Linked DNA regions of Zea mays: region 2 is linked to region 1. Evidence: chromatin contacts called from public Hi-C data. All regions are on one chromosome and are shown on one strand. The core of a region is the stretch at or near the end of the contact, and the rest is flanking DNA. Distances in the headings are between cores, read along the strand shown. Region 1 holds the start of LOC100274126. Region 2 holds the start of LOC100273924 (Histone acetyltransferase HAC1).

The links. Hi-C and Micro-C count contacts between places; a contact is called where the count stands out from the background.
Region 2: a contact with region 1 is called in a Hi-C map of ear, with 2.5 times the contacts expected there. The contact joins the promoter of LOC100273924 here to the promoter of LOC100274126 in region 1. A contact is called at or near these places in 6 of 25 Hi-C or Micro-C datasets (ear, leaf and leaf mesophyll).

The regions. Positions count from the first base shown.
Region 1 is chr5:79,043,310-79,047,506 of Zm-B73-REFERENCE-NAM-5.0, forward strand. LOC100274126 reads left to right here and starts at 1,257. Exons shown (of 6, transcript NM_001148504.2): 1 at 1,257-1,415; 2 at 1,610-2,296; 3 at 3,313-3,539; 4 at 3,874-4,065; 5 at 4,169-4,197. The coding sequence starts at 1,640.
Region 2 is chr5:79,291,319-79,295,525 of Zm-B73-REFERENCE-NAM-5.0, forward strand. LOC100273924 (Histone acetyltransferase HAC1) reads left to right here and starts at 1,735. Exons shown (of 18, transcript NM_001360492.1): 1 at 1,735-2,084; 2 at 2,189-2,433; 3 at 2,800-2,905; 4 at 3,043-3,199; 5 at 3,278-3,319; 6 at 3,633-4,121. The coding sequence starts at 2,231.

The DNA of each region.
Region 1 (4,197 bases), core at 7-2,506:
TTACGGCATTTAAGAACCTTGATGTCGTATAAAGGGGTGAATAAACGATTAGCAATGTTTAACTCTATTGAACTCAACTTACTTAATATGACTAGCGAATAGACAATTAACATTTTTTACCACGTGACAAAATCAATCAAGACCATAAAAAACTCATGCTGCATAGAATTAAAGCTTCATATCAATACACAATACATGTTCAAAGAAAAAAACTTATAAATAAAAGAAGCAAACATATACTGATCGAATCGAAGTTGTGTGTATCTTTAGAATGTCTATCTTCTCGAAGGCCATGGGTGCGGGGGAAGGGCTAGGTCAGGCGGCATCTCTGGCTAAGAGCTAGTGCTAGTTAGCTCGCGAAACTCATCGGTCGCTAGAGTCGCATCGTTGCGACGAGCGAGATTGAGCTTGTCGGACGGGCCGATATTGCGATGACGACAAGCAAGACGAGGGCAGGAAGGAGTCGGGGCTAGGCAGTGTCGCGTCTCAGTAAGGGGGGAAGAGAGCGATGTCTGGGACAGGGTATCGAAGCGGACTAGCTAGGACGACGTTGAGAAAAATGAACCTAGACAGATATATGCAAGAAATGGGGCAATGAGAAGGCCGGAAGTAGGAGGATTGGACCCATCGGACCAAGAGACCTAGAACGATGTTTTAGTTCACCAAAAATTTCAAAATTTTCTATACTTAACATTAGATATAAGAGGTTTTAATGATCGAATGAGATCATGACCTACTTTACCCCTATGGGTCCGCCCTGCTTAAAAATTACGTATGTTGTAAACATAGAAATATTTTAGAAAATAGTTTAAGAAAATAGGTAGAATTGTACTATGGTAAATCTGATAGATAGAATTTAATGTTAATATGTTAGCACTTAATTCTTTTACATTATATATATACTACCGATATTTGATATGGAATTTATGACTTAAACTAACGTTAAATTGCCAAAATTTCAAGAACACCACCTACTAATTTAGTGCCACCAACGACCCTTTGCATTTTCCGGCACAGATTTTTTTGATATGAAAACGTAGTCGAAACAAAAAAAAAACATTGTGAAAACGAAAAAAAATCCACGGTCTTATTCGTCGTAGTGAGTGTGAGTCTCGACTCTCGAGTTACTTCTACGCATCTCCAAGCCGCAAACGGACAAAACCAAAGCAATCCGTGCACACCGAACTCCTCTCCTCCACTCGCCTCTTCCACGCCACGCGGATGGCGTGCGCGCACGCAAGGTCCAAAGAAGCAGGCCATCCGGGACGGCGCGAGCGCGTCCTGCGTTCCATTCCACCCTCCTCCGTCTCCGATCCTCGCCTTCAACTCCACTCCCTCGCTCTCTCGGGCCTTCTTCCCTAGCGGCGACGACGGGGTGATCACTGATTCACTGCCGCCCGCGCCAGGTCGGCCAGGTATGCGCGCTCGTTCCCTTGATCCCTTCCCTTCCTTCTTCTAGCTTCGATTTTTGGCCAAAAAAATATCTGGTATATATGTCTTACCGCGCCTGCTTTATAGCTGTATGATACAAATTGCCATATGACGAACGGTCGGATTATTGGTTCCACTTCGGTCTGGCGAAGTCATTTACTTCCCTTTTTGTCTGCAGAACTAGTGGGCGCCAAACATCATAGCGATCATGGAGGTGGTCTCTTGCAGCCACTCCTGCTCGGCATTACATCAAACACCAGCAAGCACATGGAGGCTTCGGGGCAGTGCTCTTGGCCTTGGTCTTGGGCATGCCAGGCCTTCCCGGACCAGAAGATACACAGTTGCGTGTGTAGGAACCACGAGTGGAGCTTCGAATCCGGGTGGTTCCGGCAAGGTCCATGCAGCCCAGGGATTCCATGTAAGCGACGTGGATGCAGCCCTGCAGGGCATTCCTTCCATGAAAGCCGGGGAGGCCGAGAGGGTGATGATTCAAGGCCTTCCGGAAGGCCCTGACAGCTCCCCGATCAGTACTGGGTTCTGGGAGTGGAAGCCGAAGCTGACTGTGTACTACGAGAGGTCCGGCATGAAGAACAGCAAGGCACCTGCGGTGCTCTTCCTGCCGGGGTTCGGAGTCGGGACGTTCCATTTCGAGAAGCAGCTGAGGGATCTTGGTCGCGATCATCGGGTGTGGACGATGGATTTTCTCGGGCAGGGGATGTCGCTGCCTGGTGAAGATCCTGCTCCTAGTAGCATAGCGAGCGAAGATGCGTTTTGGGGCTTTGGACAAGATTCGCAGCCTTGGGCAGAGGAGCTGGTGTATTCTGTGGATTTATGGCAAAACCAAGTTCAGCATTTCATTGAGGAGGTACTCCTTGAATTAGTTACTGTGTCTTGCAATGTTTGTTTTGACTAAATTGGCATCGGTGTTTAGTTTGCAAATCTTGCCTTTTGGAAACTCCTCATAGGCTTGTTACTATTTTTTTCTTTATTCATAAATATCTGAAACTGGAACATTGTTTTTTCCTCGAACGTGCAGAAAAGCTGCGCATCGTTATATTAAGAGAAGAAAAATTACAAAATGGACTAAATTACAAAGCCCAAAGGGTAGAAAAACTGGATCCAAAGACCACCAGCCAAACACTAATGTTCCATCCTCTTCCTATGCTGAAATAATAAAGAAGATGCAGAAGCAAAAGAGCAGGCAAACCTAATTTGCCTAAACGCTAAGCACTGTGATTTTCCCTGACCATATTAAAGGCAGGCAGCAGCAAGGCCAAGACTCTCTAGATGCTTAGCACCAGCCCTACCCCAACACATCAACTCATCCAAAGACATACTTTGGACTGTGCTCATGGAAGGACTCACTCCATCAAATACAGCCCTGTTACGATGAAGCCATAAGCACCAAGCCCTCAAAATGATGACGCTGTTAAAACCTTTTCTCATGTTCTTGTGCGCCTTTCTATGCGCTTTTCCCCACCACACAACATAAGAGATATCATCACTAGTAGGAGTGAGATCATCAAGCCTCAAGGGCGATAGAACACCATGCCAAACTGGAACATTGTTTGAATGCCTTCATTTTTGTGTTGACAACTGCTCGAAACCGACACTGATGAGTGATGACCAACATAAACTATGCATATTTTACTGCTAGAAATGTAGTAATCGTCATATTTATGTTTGTTCTGTACTTCTGTTTAAAATTGCACACATAAGGTTTAAATCTGTTTATTGTAACCATCGTATATGGATGGCTTAGCTATCTATGCCTTTATACTACAGAAGCTAATAAAGGTTCACTGATACATATGATCATATAATTTCACCATGAGATTTATACAACATATTTCGTAAGCTAAGATTATAGTTCATTTCCAGGTTATCCGTGAACCAGTTTATATTGTGGGGAACTCTCTTGGAGGTTTTGTTGCTCTGTATTTTGCTGCATCCAGTCCACACCTTGTAAAAGGTGTCACACTGCTTAATGCAACACCGTTTTGGGGATTCTTTCCCAACCCTGCTACATCTCCCCGATTGTCAAAGATTTTCCCATGGGCTGGGACATTTCCGCTTCCATCATTTGTGAGGAAAATTACTGAAGCAGTGTAAGTGTTGTTTATTATTTTTGGAGAACATATTCGATCACTAAAATCATACATTTCACACTGACATGAACCAACAGTTTCTGATGTTTTAACTTCGCTATATTGAAATTTGTGATATTTACTTATTTCAAGAAACGTTATATTTGTAGTTTTACATGTGAAAGCATTATTACCATAATGATTTAGTTTGCTTATGCTCTTGCATTATTGAAATTTTAGAAATAAACTAACATGCAAAATTAAATGTCTAATGCATGTGTCATTGAAAAGTTATGAATTATCCACACATTGTATTTTATAATCTAATTGGAGTGTAATTTCCTCTGTGATATAGTTGGCAAAAGATAAGTGACCCAAAAAGTATTCAGGACATACTCAAACAAGTATACGCTGACCATTCAACAAATGTGGACAAAGTATTCTCTCGTATTGTGGAGATAACACAACACCCAGCAGCTGCTGCATCGTTTGCCTCCATTATGTTTGCTCCAAGGGGTCAGATATCCTTCCAAGAGGCCATCTCTAGGTGAATTAGATAATCCAAATGATCAAGTGAAACTTTACATAAGATTGTTAAATAACTTTACATAATGAATATGATTCTCCATTTTAACACTCATCAATTGTAGGTGCCAAGACCAAGGCATTCCTATATCTC
Region 2 (4,207 bases), core at 485-2,984, 250 kb after region 1:
CCTGAAAGCCTTGGTTGTTGTAACAAGCATAGTAGTGATTTAATTTGATGGTCATCTTATCTCATGAGAAAGTAACCCGGACTCACAAATAGAGCGCTCAAGGGCATATGCACGATCACACTGATTGACAAATGCATGTAACAAGAGCAAGTACCATACAAAATTAAATTCGTATATCGATCTACAAGCAACACCAATCATAGATAAGTAGACACCTACTATTATTGAAGACTTAAAAGCCCAGTGACCATTTGTTGTCCAATAGAGAAGATGTTGAAAGTAACCTGAGTTGGTGTGGGAAGAAGCGATGGCCAGTGCTTGTGTTCCTTCTCGGGTCTTTCTCCTTGCTTTCCCTTTCCTCCAATAGATCTTACCGCACCCATCTCCTCCTAGAGATCACCTACTATATCCTTCACTTTCTTCCCTTCCCCTAGCATAGATATTCTATTCACAGATCTTGTGGTGCCACCACAATAGTGATTAATGTTTGGGAAAAATGGGCTGGATATGGAGAAAGAGATGAGCGAGGATGAGGGTGCCTTACCCACGATAAGTGTCGCGACAGATCTTATGATACCATTGAGGTAGCAAGAGGTTGCTCCATGACCGACACCCCTAGTGGTCAGCGAAGCTACCATGGTCGATGGACCCCTTCGTCTTCTCTCCCCTGGTAGAATAGCCGATCTATTAATCCTCCTCAGCCTTGCCCATTGGCCTTCGCTAATAACCAAATCAAGAACAAAGGTGCACATTAGGGTTTGACTAGAGTAAGATTAGAGAAGTATTGGGTGATGGAGGAGGATAGAGTAGTCCACACCGACGAAGTGGAACATGGGTGGTTGGGTAGCATCATTGATTAGACCTTGCAGCTTGGCGTCCAAGACCTCGATGCCCGCGAGGAAAGCAACTCGCGAAGTCGCGTGAGAGGAGCGCTACATGATGTGTCATGCTAGATGGGAGCGATAATGAGATCACGTGGCCTGAACCCTAAACCATAAATGCCTAAACCCTATAATTCAACATGGGCCGGTCGAACCAAACATGCAACAACGATAACATGTGACACTATAAATGGATCACGGGACAAAAACGTCCAACCAAACAGCTTCTTAGCTGAAATTTACTGAGACTAAAGGCACACAAAACTTTGTAACTCAAACATCAACGATTAATAAAGCGAAAATAAGCTATCCTACACAAACACGGCTTGAAACAGTATCTTACATTACACATGGTGGTGTGCCCAGAGCTGGTTATGGCTAACCACAACCGAAGTAGCAGCAGTGACGATCTCTTTCCTACAAAAAGATGGTATTTGTCCACCCAGGACCATCGCCTGCATTTTCGCTGCAGTGGTATAAAGCGATTCGGCTGACGTATCTGCTGCATCTCCTCAGCTGAGACACCCTGAACGCGACGAGCGACGACCGCGCACGTGTGTAATGTAATGTAATGAAACGAAACCCAGCAGCGAGTCCGGAGTCCGGACTGCTGTTCGTCTGCTGCGCTTGCCATTTTTGCACCCAATCATTTACCCCCCGCGGCCGCGCTGCACCAGAGCCTAGAGCCGCCACTCCCCGGGCCCACCCGCAGCGACCGAACCCGCGCAGATCCGCGATTGGTCGACGTCTCCTCCTCCTTCCCGTTCCCCTCCCCCTCCCCCTCCCCCCCTCCCCGCGTCGCTCGCAGCAGCCCCGCCCCGACAAATCCCCCATTCCCAAATCCCCCCTGCCCCCCGCCGAAATCAACGCCGCCGGCTCCGCATCCTCGACCCGCTCCCGCCTCCGTTCGGCTGCCGTACGGAATCTCAGGTACCCCGTCGCCGAGGCCGCCCCCTGTCTCTCGCGGCCCCGCCGGGATTCTAGGGTTTCGGTCGGGCCGGCCCAAGGGAGTCTGCAAACAGCGCGGGTCAGGCTCCCCCGCGCCGATCGCCGCGAGCTGCCCCCGCGCGGGCGGCCGTGGGCACCGCTTCCACTCGCTAGCCTTCCTGGTACATGCGGCCGCTGCCACACTGGTGCTCCTGCTCAATCGGGAAGCCCCGCGCCTCGGATTCCGTGCAGGGTAGACAATTTCCTGCTACCGCGGTGCGTGCTGCCACAAAGCTTGCTCCTTTCATGTCTGTTTGCTTCTCTTCCTGCTTCCACGTGTGGCTTCACTCTCTTAGCTCACATGTGTGCCCTGCTTCCAGCTGCTGCGTGTGGGATGACCTGAGCCTCCGCCTGCCGCCAAGATGAATGTGGGGCAGGCTGCCCACCTGTCCGGGCAGATGTCTGGGCAGACAGCGCAGATGAATCAGGTCCCTGCCACCGGTGTCGGCATTGGCGTTGGCACTGCCGATGGGCTACCGCAGCACCAGCCAATGCAGGAGATGGCGGCGTTCTCGGGAACGGACCAGCAGTTTGTCATGTTTCGGACCACAATGCGCGAAAAGATGTATGCTTTTTACTACTGCTGACTTGAACTAAGTAGTCCATTCGTAGTCATGTATTTATTGCACTGAGTTAGTAAGCCTCAGCTAGCGGAATGGCCGCATATGTCCTGATACCAACTGGAAGATCCAAATTATCTACATGCCCGACAAAAATATTACCTTATCGAACTTCATGCTTACATAAATTTATCTCCTTGTCATAATTACGAATGCGACAATGGATGCATTACTTATGTTGTTAGCTTTACTTAAACCTTCCGAGACTTACTGATTTTCCTTCCTATAAGCGAGCAAAATTTAGGTTAGTGACGGATTTTTTCTTCGACCCGATAGAAGGTATATGACAGCCTTTAGTACTATTCTTGCAGATTTAACTATATAGGAAGGAAACAGTCATCGGCTGAGTGGCGGAAGCGGTTGCCAGAACTGGCAAAGCGACTTGAGGAGATCTTGTACAGAAAATTCCCAAACAAGGTATCGCTATCGCATTCCCTTCATCGTTTGCAAGGCTTTGTTGGTGTACTAGAGATCAAGTATATTTTTGGGGAGCAAAAATAAAATCTTGCTGCTTCATCACCATTTTATTTTTGGTTCCTGTATTGTTTGAGCAGACTGACTACTACAATATGATGAAGGGACCAGTTGAGCCGCAATTGCAGTTTGCTATTAAGACCTTGAGCGCTCAGAACCAACACAATCAACAAAACCCACAAATGGCAAGGCAAATAGCATCATCCTCTAGCTATGGTACTATGATTCCTACCCCTGGTATGACGCAAGGCACCAATGCAAGTTCTAGGATTCCTTATGTCACAGAAAACAATGGCCTTTCATCGTCTGGTGCAGGCATGGTTCCTCAGAATGCTAACATGGGTGCCTCGATGCAAGGTGCATATATTTTTACTAGTCCTTTGGCCTGTTTTCTATTAGCTGAAGATCTCTCTAGCCATGATCTAGTGCCTGTGTGCTGAAAAAGGACTTACCTCTTTGAGGATCTCACTTACACTAAAATTTATGTTGGTTACATATGTAAAGAGGAAGCATGCCTTTTGGTGTCTGTGTTGTTTGAAATTAATTTGATCTTTTTACAAAGTCAATAAGCTGAAATTTATGCACTGCCTAACTGGTCCACCATACATTTTTAGCTTTGTTTGGGCAGTCTCTTTATATGCCCCTGCTCACTCTTAATTCCTCCACACAGGTCCAATGTCTAATGGCTTCCAACATTTAAATGCCAGCATTCCACAAAATTCTACCACAAATAACATACAATCTACAATGGGTTCAGTTGGTGTCCAGCGACAACTACCTCATATGATTCCAACTCCAGGATTTAGTAATCAACAGAATGTACCTTCAAATCCTGACTATTCAAATGGAACTGGATATTTCAATGGTGAGCCAGCTGTGGCATCACATATGCAGCACCAGAACCAATTTCCTAGCAACCAAATTCAGCATATTGGGGGCCACAATAATTCTGGAATACATTCAAGCATGCTGGACAGCTCATCTGCATACGGTTTATCAGATGGACACATGAATGGTGGAATAGGAGTGCATGGGTCAAATATGCAGCTAACAAACAGGACCACGGCACCACAAACATATATGAACATATCCCCTTACGGCAATTCGTCCAAACCGATGCAGCAGCAATTCAATCAGCATCCTCAGCAGAGAATACCAAGTAAGCTTGCTGCCTTTTGGTTTAGTGTCCTCTCTTTCACACCATCTTATGTTCTGTCTTATAAGCCATAACATGAGGTTATATTT